Regions from separate parts of the Mus musculus genome. Here regions 1 and 3 are each linked to region 2. A link is a contact called in public Hi-C data. All regions are on one chromosome and are shown on one strand. The core of a region is the stretch at or near the end of the contact, and the rest is flanking DNA. Distances in the headings are between cores, read along the strand shown. Region 1 overlaps Pxdc1 (PX domain containing 1). Region 2 has its middle 44 kb from the start of Gm40909. Region 3 overlaps Gm40908 (a long non-coding RNA gene).

Region 1 (2,765 bases), core at 32-2,531, 80 kb after region 2:
TCTGCTTTCTAAATACCCAGGCCTGCTGAACCTCAGGACCCTAGGAGGTCCAGGCTGAGCAGTAGCTTTGGCCCTTGGAGGAGCACAGTAGACAGCATGAGGACATGCAGTCGAGGTTGGAGGCAGAGAAGGCCCGATGGAGAGGCTCAGTCCAAAATGTCCGTCTCAAACGGAACCAAATGGTAATAGGACAAGTTGGTGACATAAGCCTCTGGGTCGTCACCATCTTCCAGCTCTGAGGTGAACTCACCACCATTCTCAAACCTGAAAGAGACGACAGAGGTGAAGGCCACTGTATGGGACCCTAGCGAGAAGAAAGAGAGGACAAGAGGCAGCCAGGGCAGTGCCAAGATACTGAGGGCTCCAGGTTCTATGGAAGGGGACAAGGGACATTAAGGAGATAAGGTCCTTTCCAGGCTCGCAGCAGACACGTGGGAAGAACCATGAACACACAAACTAGTTTAAATGGGTGGTACCGCCCAGGCAGCGCTTTTGAGCTTTGCTGACTTGGCGATTACTTTCTGCATCTGTAAGGTAGTGGGGCCTTTATGCTTTCTTTATTCACAGTGATATTCTGGCTCCCGTTCTGTGTCAGCTCAAAGATTAACAGTGGACAGGCGGGTATAGGTGATGTGGTCCCAGGAGCTTGCAAGGAGCCAGGGAGGGACACTACAGGAGGCTCCCTATGGTCATGGAGGCAGGCTCTACCTCCCTATGGTCCTGGAGGCAGGCTCTACCTAGTGGCCAAGCCTAGTTTGACCCAGGATGACTTGGGCTCTGAAGGATGAAAGTTGTGGTTTCTTGGGGACCTCTGGCTGGCAGGGATAGCACGCTGGTGCACACTGAATGAGTGTTAAGGGAAGGAAAGCCCTTCGGCTTTGTGTGAGATGGAGCTGGCCAGAGACTGTCATGGTAGAGGAGTCAGATGGAGACCTTTTCACATCACCAGCTGCTACAGGGCCTAGGTCTGCTTGCCTCCACAACATACCCAGGGACCCCGTTCTGTCCCCAGGAACACCTAGCAACAAAGCCAGACCTCCCAACTGGCAGGCACTCTCCAGCACAGTCTAGCCAGAAGTTCCATTGCAGAGGAGGGTAGAATGCAGGCCACAATGAGTGGCCTTTGGCTGTCCAGCCATCAGTAGTCAAAGCTCCTGAGTCATCACAGACTAGGGTTCTAACTGGTCACCCATCAACTTGTGAGACAAACATATGTGTCCCAGTCCCGGTCCAGGAAGTCTAGAAGCATCTGGATTCTGGATCCTGGACCAGAGTACAGTGTTTTACACCTCAGAGCCAACACAAACTATCTCCTGGAGTTTTGCAACTTCTGAATGCCCCTCACATCTAGTGATTGGGTGACTCTTCCTCCCCTAGATCAATTAACCAAACTCTCGCCAGACGATGGCATGAACATTTAAAACACCCAAACTGGCAGGGCCTGCTGCTGTTCTCAACCTGTGGCTCACGACCCCTTTGGAGGTCAAATGATTCTTTCATAGGGGTCGCATATCAGATATCCTACATAATAGTAGCAAAATTGTAGTTATGAATTAGCAATGAAAATAATATTCTGGTTGGAGTCACGAGGAGCTGTATTAAACATGAAGAACTGTATTGAAGGGTTGCAGAACTGACAAGCTTGGGAACCACTGCTGTAGAGCATTGCACATACCACCAGCTTTCGACCCCTTGTAGGAAAACGCATTAGAGGACGTGCACTCACAAATGCTCTGTGGAATCCGCATCCAGGAGCTGGTCCTTCCCGTTGGGTATGCTGTGGTCAATGACTATGGTCTCTGTGTTTGCCAAACAAAATCCATTGGACCTCATGATTTCTGAAAACCAAAGCCATGAGGTAAGTACTCAGGAGAGGTCAGTGTTTGAGGTTAAAGTTTCAGGATTTATCATCGATCGACAGCTCTCAGCCTGGGTAAGCGATGTTTCCCTGTGCGGTGCACAGTTACCAATGCAAACTCATAACTGATCAGAGTGCTGAGGAGTAGTGACTGCTACAGGCTCAGGTCTACACAGGACATCTACAATCACCCCCTCTGAGGTTCAGGGGACATTGTGGAAGAAGGGGCAGAAAGAATGTAAGAGGTGGAGGGTGGGGAGGAGGACTGTGAATTGCCGTCTTCTGGACTTGACATAGCGGCTGTACCCAAGAGCTCACAGCAACACTGTCTTCTGCACAAGACTGGGCCCAGTGACAGTCTGTCGTGGACAGAAGATGGGCTTATAAGGTCCCACCTTTTCCTGGGGAGCTATGGGGGCCATGAAAGGGCAAGTAACATTTCTCGACAGTGTAGACACAGTCAAGTTGCCCTTGTTCAATAAATAACCTCCTACCCATGGTCACAATAGCAATTCTAAATATAGTGCATCATTAAAAAAATAAAATTAAAAGGCATGAGAATAGGAGGGTGAACTTGTAAAGAAAGGGTGTGTGTGTGTATGTGTATGAAATTATAAAATAAAATTTTAGAGCTGAAGTTTATATCAGTCTCCCCCTCCCCCATCACCCACTGTCTCCAGCTCTCTCTCCCGATACCCAGAGAATCCTTCTAGTGTTCAGACAGGAAGATGGAGATGCTGACACCAGTACCACAGGAGCAGTGTATCTCTCCCTGAAACAAGATCCTCTGGTATCTGAGCACCTCCACGTGTGCCCTGCCTGTGGGTTTACAGTGGAGGCTGGAGGGAAGTAGATGGAGGACTGGGCACAAGTCTGAGGCAGGCTCTATCCACCATTGTGACATGTG
Region 2 (2,700 bases), core at 160-2,659:
TGGCCAAATGAATATAAAATATTACCTACCGGCTCATGTGTTTGAACATTTGGTTCCCAACTGATAGCACTGCTTTGGGAGGTTTTGGAACCTTCAGGATATATGGCTTAGCTGACAGGACCTTGTCATGGTCGGCAGGGCTTGAAGGCTCCAGCCTGAGCTTTCTATTTCCTTGTCCAGCTGCCATGTGAGGGGCTCCATCTCACTCGCCCAACACTATGGAGATGCTCTGCTTTGCCACTTTCATGATGAACTGAACCAAAATAAATCTTTCCTTCGTATTGTCTGGTCCCTTGCCACTACGATAGGCAAGCAATACATTTTGCTTCTGGCAATCATGCACAATGGGCCAGTTCTCCACATATGTTCATAAACCCTGCCTAGGTAACTTATAAAGAAGTCTTCTATAAAGAATCATATCCCTTGAGCTACACGTCCTCATTCATCCAATACAAGCTACTCACTGGCTATGGGTCATTGGCTGCCTCCTACCCAATGTAGGAGATTAAATTGAGGGTCTCTCAAGCGCTGGTGAAGCACTCTACCCCTGAACTACACTCTCCATGTAGTAAAGCTCAACTGTACTATAGAAACTTGTGAGGCAGACTAGATGTGAAAACAAGAATGCTTTCAACAAGCATCATTGACTAGTTCTGTAGTTGGTATGATACAGAGAAATACAGAAGATATAATTGTAGCCCTCGGCAAGAGCATTGAATTCTGGCTTATCCCACAGCCTAGCTCCCTGTCTGAGTAGTTTTATGGTATCCTTGTTTGCTTTCTGTTTCTGTGATAAAACACTGGCCAAAAGCAACTTGGAGAAGAAAGGGCTTAATTAACTTACAGGTTACTGTCTACCATGGGGGAAAGCTAAAGCAGGAATTCAAGGCAGGAGTCTGGAAGCAGGAACTGAAGCAGAGACCCTGGAGGAACACTGCTTACTGGCTAGATTCTCATGGCTTGCTTAGCCTGCTTTCTTACACAACTCAGGCTCACCTGCCCACAAATGGCACCACATATAGTGGGCTGGGCTCTCCCACATCAATGAACAACCAACAAAACGCCTCTCAGATGTACCCAAAGCTAACCCTGAAGGAGACAATTCTTCAGTTGAGTTTCCCCCTTCCCTAGTGTGTCAAGTTGATAATTATGATAATTTAGAAATGAATAGAAACTTGGTTCATCTCCCTACTCAAATGGTTCATTTGTGGTTCTGTTTTGTGGCCATTCTACCTCTGCCTTATACTGAATTTATGACAAAAACATAGCCTTCCAGAGGCTGAAAAGAAAATGAAAATGCTTTGATACTTAAAAAGTGCACAGTTAAATGCACTTTTCCAAGACTGTATCTGACTCCCTGGGATATGACGCATACAAATGTATCCTCAGGTTTCTTCCCCTATTGGCATGTGACAGCTGTGGTTGGTCTTACAAATCTTGTCAAACAGTGGTTACAAAACCTGAGACACATTTATCTTATCTCCTGGACCAAAAAAAAAAAAAAAAAAAAAAAAAAAATCAATTCAGTGCTTGTTGGAGAAACTCCATTTTATTTGATATCAGGAAAGTGAGTGTTTCAGTCCACAAATTTTATTTCCTCCATCAAAGCATGCAAGGCAGAATCCTTGTGGGTGACTTTAAAACTAACATTCCCTTTGGGAAGGAGTTGGAGATCTTTGCTTTAGATAGAGAGAAAAGTTCGATCTTCAAGACCAGCCAACCTTCCAGGGCCTCTCCCTCCCATCCTAATGCAATCGTGTGTCTGTGTAGCACAGACAGCTGTTTACACAGATAATATTTACTCAGGGCAGAAGATCAAGAAGATTCCTTTCCTATCAGACATCTGGAAATGTACGCAAACTTACCAGCAATGTTTGCAGATCTTGCAGAGGTCTAAAACAAAATGTGGCGGGTCTTTTTGTTCTCAGTTGTTTCCCTTGCTCTCTGCTCTTAGCCCTTAGCTGACAGTGATGATCAAGCTACAGAATACAGAATTGTCATGCCTTCCATCAGGAATCTGAATACCAAAGACGCTTTCTTGGGATAGGCAGGGTCCAGCCTTACATGTGGTTGCATAACAGAAGGCAGGGGAGGGAAACAGCAATAGTAAAAGGTTTCTGAATGTGCAACAGTGAAAATTAGTTCCAAGTCAACTAACACAACGAACCCAAGATGTTTCTGATAGTGCTTGCCCATCTTGCATTATGTGACTTCACAGCCTCCTTGGTTCTTATGGCACAGCATATAGTCAATCCCAGGCCAGAAGTCTTCTACTGAAATTACAGCGGTTCTTCCTAGTTGAATGTTCCTGGCTTTCATTCTCTCCCATCCTTTCAAAGCACACCTATGATACAGATTCTCTCTTATGAATCAATTCTCTGAAGAAGCTGAATTTTTGGTAGTTGTGTTTTCAATAATAATTTTAGTATATTGCACTCTGTGTTTTTTATGCATTTCTTTTTATTAATTGGATAATTTCTTGTAATATTATTTTCTTTTTTAATATTTTTATTAGGTATTTTCCTCATTTACATTTCCAATGCTATCCCAAAAGTCCCCATACCCTCCCCCCAACTCCCCTACCCACCCACTCCCACTTTTTGGCCCTGGCGTTCCCCTGTACTGGGGCATATAAAGTTTGCAAGTCCAATGGGCCTCTCTTTCCAGTGATGGCCGACTAGGCCATCTTTCGATACATAT
Region 3 (2,700 bases), core at 86-2,585, 86 kb before region 2:
CCAGCCATTAGTGTGCATGAGAATCCCCTGCAGGACTTGCTGGAGTTTCTGACCTGCTAGGTCTGAATTTGGACAGTTTCCAAGTGGTGACTCTATTGCAGCTGCTCTGTTTTAAATAACTGCATAAGCAGCCAGCCTGGCAGGGAGGCCCCCACTGTCTGTGACCAAGAGTTGAAGCTGGTCACCCCAGAATTCAGAACACAAAGATCCGTTCTGGGCCACAGAAAGTCTACCAGCTGCCTGAAAAAGACTGCCACTCACAGAGTAATGCCTTCTGGAAGAATTTGCTTGTTCTCAAGGTAGAGCCCTCCTCCCTGTGTCTAGATAAAGCAGAGATAGCAGGAGCTTTGGAAGCAGTCCTTGTCACAACCCTGCATTCATGATGTGATGTTTTTGTAACCTCCTTGACCACAGAACAGACCACTCATGAGGTTGCTGGGAGCTTCAGTCACATGCATCCAACCTCCCTAATAGCCTGGGTGGAGAACAATTGCAGAAGGTTTAAGGAGCATCAGCAACAAGGCCTTGGGTGTCTTTCTTTCGATCCCTGCCCTCTGGCCATGAAAGCAAAGAGGATTTTCTGGCAGACAGGAGAGAGAGAGAGAGGGAGAGAGAGAGAGAGAGAGAGAGAGAGAGAGAGAGAGAGAGAGAGAGAGAGAGAGCAAATTACAAAGACACGAGTTTTCTCTATGTTTCTCTCTGCTCTAAAAGGTTCCATCAAAACCCTTGACAGCTACTTGGGAGCAGGACACAGGACACAGGGCAGCCATACTCCCCAGCTTGCTGGGAGATGATTGGGAACATGAGACAGATGGGGTTTTAGATAACTGTTCCAACTGCAGACATTTCATTATTTCTTTGTGTTGGGAGCACTCAAAATCCTGTGAGACAGTCCAGCAGGTAAAGGTGTCTGCCTGGAGCCCGAGGACTTGAGGTGGATCACCAGGACCCACAGGGAGGAAGGAGAGAACTGACTCCTACACTTTACCCTCTGACCTCCACACATACACTAGAGCTTCCCATCTCTATCACATTCACAAAATGCACAGTAAAAAATGTCAGTGGACAAGTGATTAAAGTCATCTCTATCTCTCCTTGTCTCTCCATCTTTCCCCCTCTGTCTGTCTCTGTCTGTCTCTCTGTCTCTCTGTCTCTGTCTGTCTCTCTGTCTCTTTGTCCCTGTCTCTGTCTCTGTCTCTCTCTCTCTTTCTCTCTCTCTCTCTCTCTCTCTCCACCCTTGGTTGGAACTCTGATCATCAGTCTTAGCCATGAACCTCCCTTACACATTCAGTCACATCTCTGGCTGCCGGTTGTTTTGAAATACTCAAGTTAATTATTGTCAACCACTGTTGCAACTGAGTTCTAGTGGGCTGGACCTTACCCTCCACTCAGGTGATCTCCTTGTGTCTATGCTCTTTCCTTCCTTCCAATACCCTTACCAAGTCTTACGCACCGCTGTCCCATTCTATTTTCTTGATGTTCATCTGTCAGATTCCACATGTAGCTGGGAACATTCTTGTCTTTATGTGCCTGACTTATTTCACAGAATCATTTCGTTTTTAACAAATGGACACCAGGGCTGGGTTTTGGAAGGCCCTTCTCTGAGGACAGTTTGTCCACTACATCAGTGGGCATGTTGCCTCTGAGAAAGCACTACTGACCAGGAACCCATGCCCAAGGCAGCAGTCCTATTCAATACATACAAATCCCCCAACTATGTTAGATGTCTTGCCCCAAGAGATGTCATTGTGTCACTTTTGAAGACCAAATGATGTTTAATACATGGCAACTGGAGCTCTAGGGCAGCTCCAAAAGTCAGAAGGGGGTCTCAAGCCCTTGATAGCATGGAAGGAGATCTTTGCTTTGAAAAATGAGAGCTGGCCCCATAGAGTAGTCTCAACTTTTCATTAGCACAGAGGGGAAGCTCTTCAATGTCCTTCTAGAAGGACCGCCTTCCCCACTTCCTTTTGCTTCTCTTTGCATCCTAAATAGAGCCTTTTGATAAGCTGTAAATAAGAAAATTGGATATTGAGGTTTCTCTATGCGAATATCTGAGCATTTTATTTTTTTAAAATGTAGATGTGTCTGAAATTAATGGCGTAAATATCATGAGCAACATTTATTTATGTATTTATGTATTTATGTATTTATTTATTTATTGGCAAGTGTAATTCTAGGCATGTGATGTATAAATAAAAAGAATGTTGAGCCTCCCTCCTCAGCCAAGAGTTAGGCAGACAAGAAACAGGAACAAGAAGTACTGGGACAAATGAAACAGGTAGCACAAGGTATGGGGTTTGGAAAGGCTGTGGTGTGCGTGTGTGTGTGTGTTTGTGTGTGTGTGTTTGTGTGTGTGTATTTGTGTGTGTGTGCATACATGTGTATGCTCATGCCTCTGTGTGTGTGTGTGTGTGTGTGTGTGTGTGTGTGTGTGTGTATGTGTATCTGTCTGTCTGGGACAGGCTGTTGCTGAATATCCCCGAGTCTCAGGTCTTTCTGGAGAAGAATTGCTGGTGAGTCTTTGTAAGTCAGAGATAAGGGTTAGGTGCCAGAACATAGAGCAGAAATGTTCCTGTGGTTTTGGCGAACACGAGAAGAGGGCGAAGGCTAAAGGTGGAATTACAGGCCAAAAATGTAAATTAAAACCAACTGACACCTGGTAGTCTGAATTTCTTTCCCTCTGTCTCTCTTGGAGCCTGG

What was found. Hi-C and Micro-C count contacts between places; a contact is called where the count stands out from the background.
Region 1: a contact with region 2 is called in a Hi-C map of liver, with 6 times the contacts expected there. The contact joins two enhancer-like sites. A contact is called at or near these places in 1 of 39 promoter capture datasets (liver), 14 of 484 Hi-C or Micro-C datasets (the AML12 cell line, the C2C12 cell line, colorectal tumor organoids and 6 more) and 2 of 115 datasets of contacts at active chromatin or transcription factors (both in liver).
Region 3: a contact with region 2 is called in a Hi-C map of liver, with 7 times the contacts expected there. The contact joins two enhancer-like sites. A contact is called at or near these places in 1 of 15 datasets of contacts at CTCF or cohesin (the NIH/3T3 cell line), 6 of 484 Hi-C or Micro-C datasets (liver and nephron progenitors) and 5 of 115 datasets of contacts at active chromatin or transcription factors (hepatocytes, liver and pancreatic cancer cells).

Annotation. Positions count from the first base shown.
Region 1 is chr13:34,628,625-34,631,389 of GRCm38.p6, forward strand. Pxdc1 (PX domain containing 1) reads right to left here. Exons shown (of 5, transcript NM_025831.3): 4 at 1,727-1,838; 5 at 1-264. The coding sequence ends at 147. Among named protein-coding and RNA genes, the nearest start is that of Pxdc1, 23 kb to the right of the region's middle. Within about 2 kb of position 1,282, at least 6 of the 459 cell types and tissues checked have an H3K27ac peak or open chromatin away from gene starts, as enhancers often do. A contact at or near this core is called in liver, where this site is marked.
Region 2 is chr13:34,548,907-34,551,606 of GRCm38.p6, forward strand. No RefSeq gene overlaps it. Among named protein-coding and RNA genes, the nearest start is that of Gm40909, 44 kb to the left of the region's middle. Within about 2 kb of position 1,410, at least 4 of the 459 cell types and tissues checked have an H3K27ac peak or open chromatin away from gene starts, as enhancers often do. A contact at or near this core is called in hepatocytes and liver, where this site is marked.
Region 3 is chr13:34,463,051-34,465,750 of GRCm38.p6, forward strand. All of the region lies in intron 2 of Gm40908 (a long non-coding RNA gene), which reads right to left. Among named protein-coding and RNA genes, the nearest start is that of Gm40908, 18 kb to the right of the region's middle. Within about 2 kb of position 1,336, at least 40 of the 459 cell types and tissues checked have an H3K27ac peak or open chromatin away from gene starts, as enhancers often do. A contact at or near this core is called in hepatocytes and liver, where this site is marked.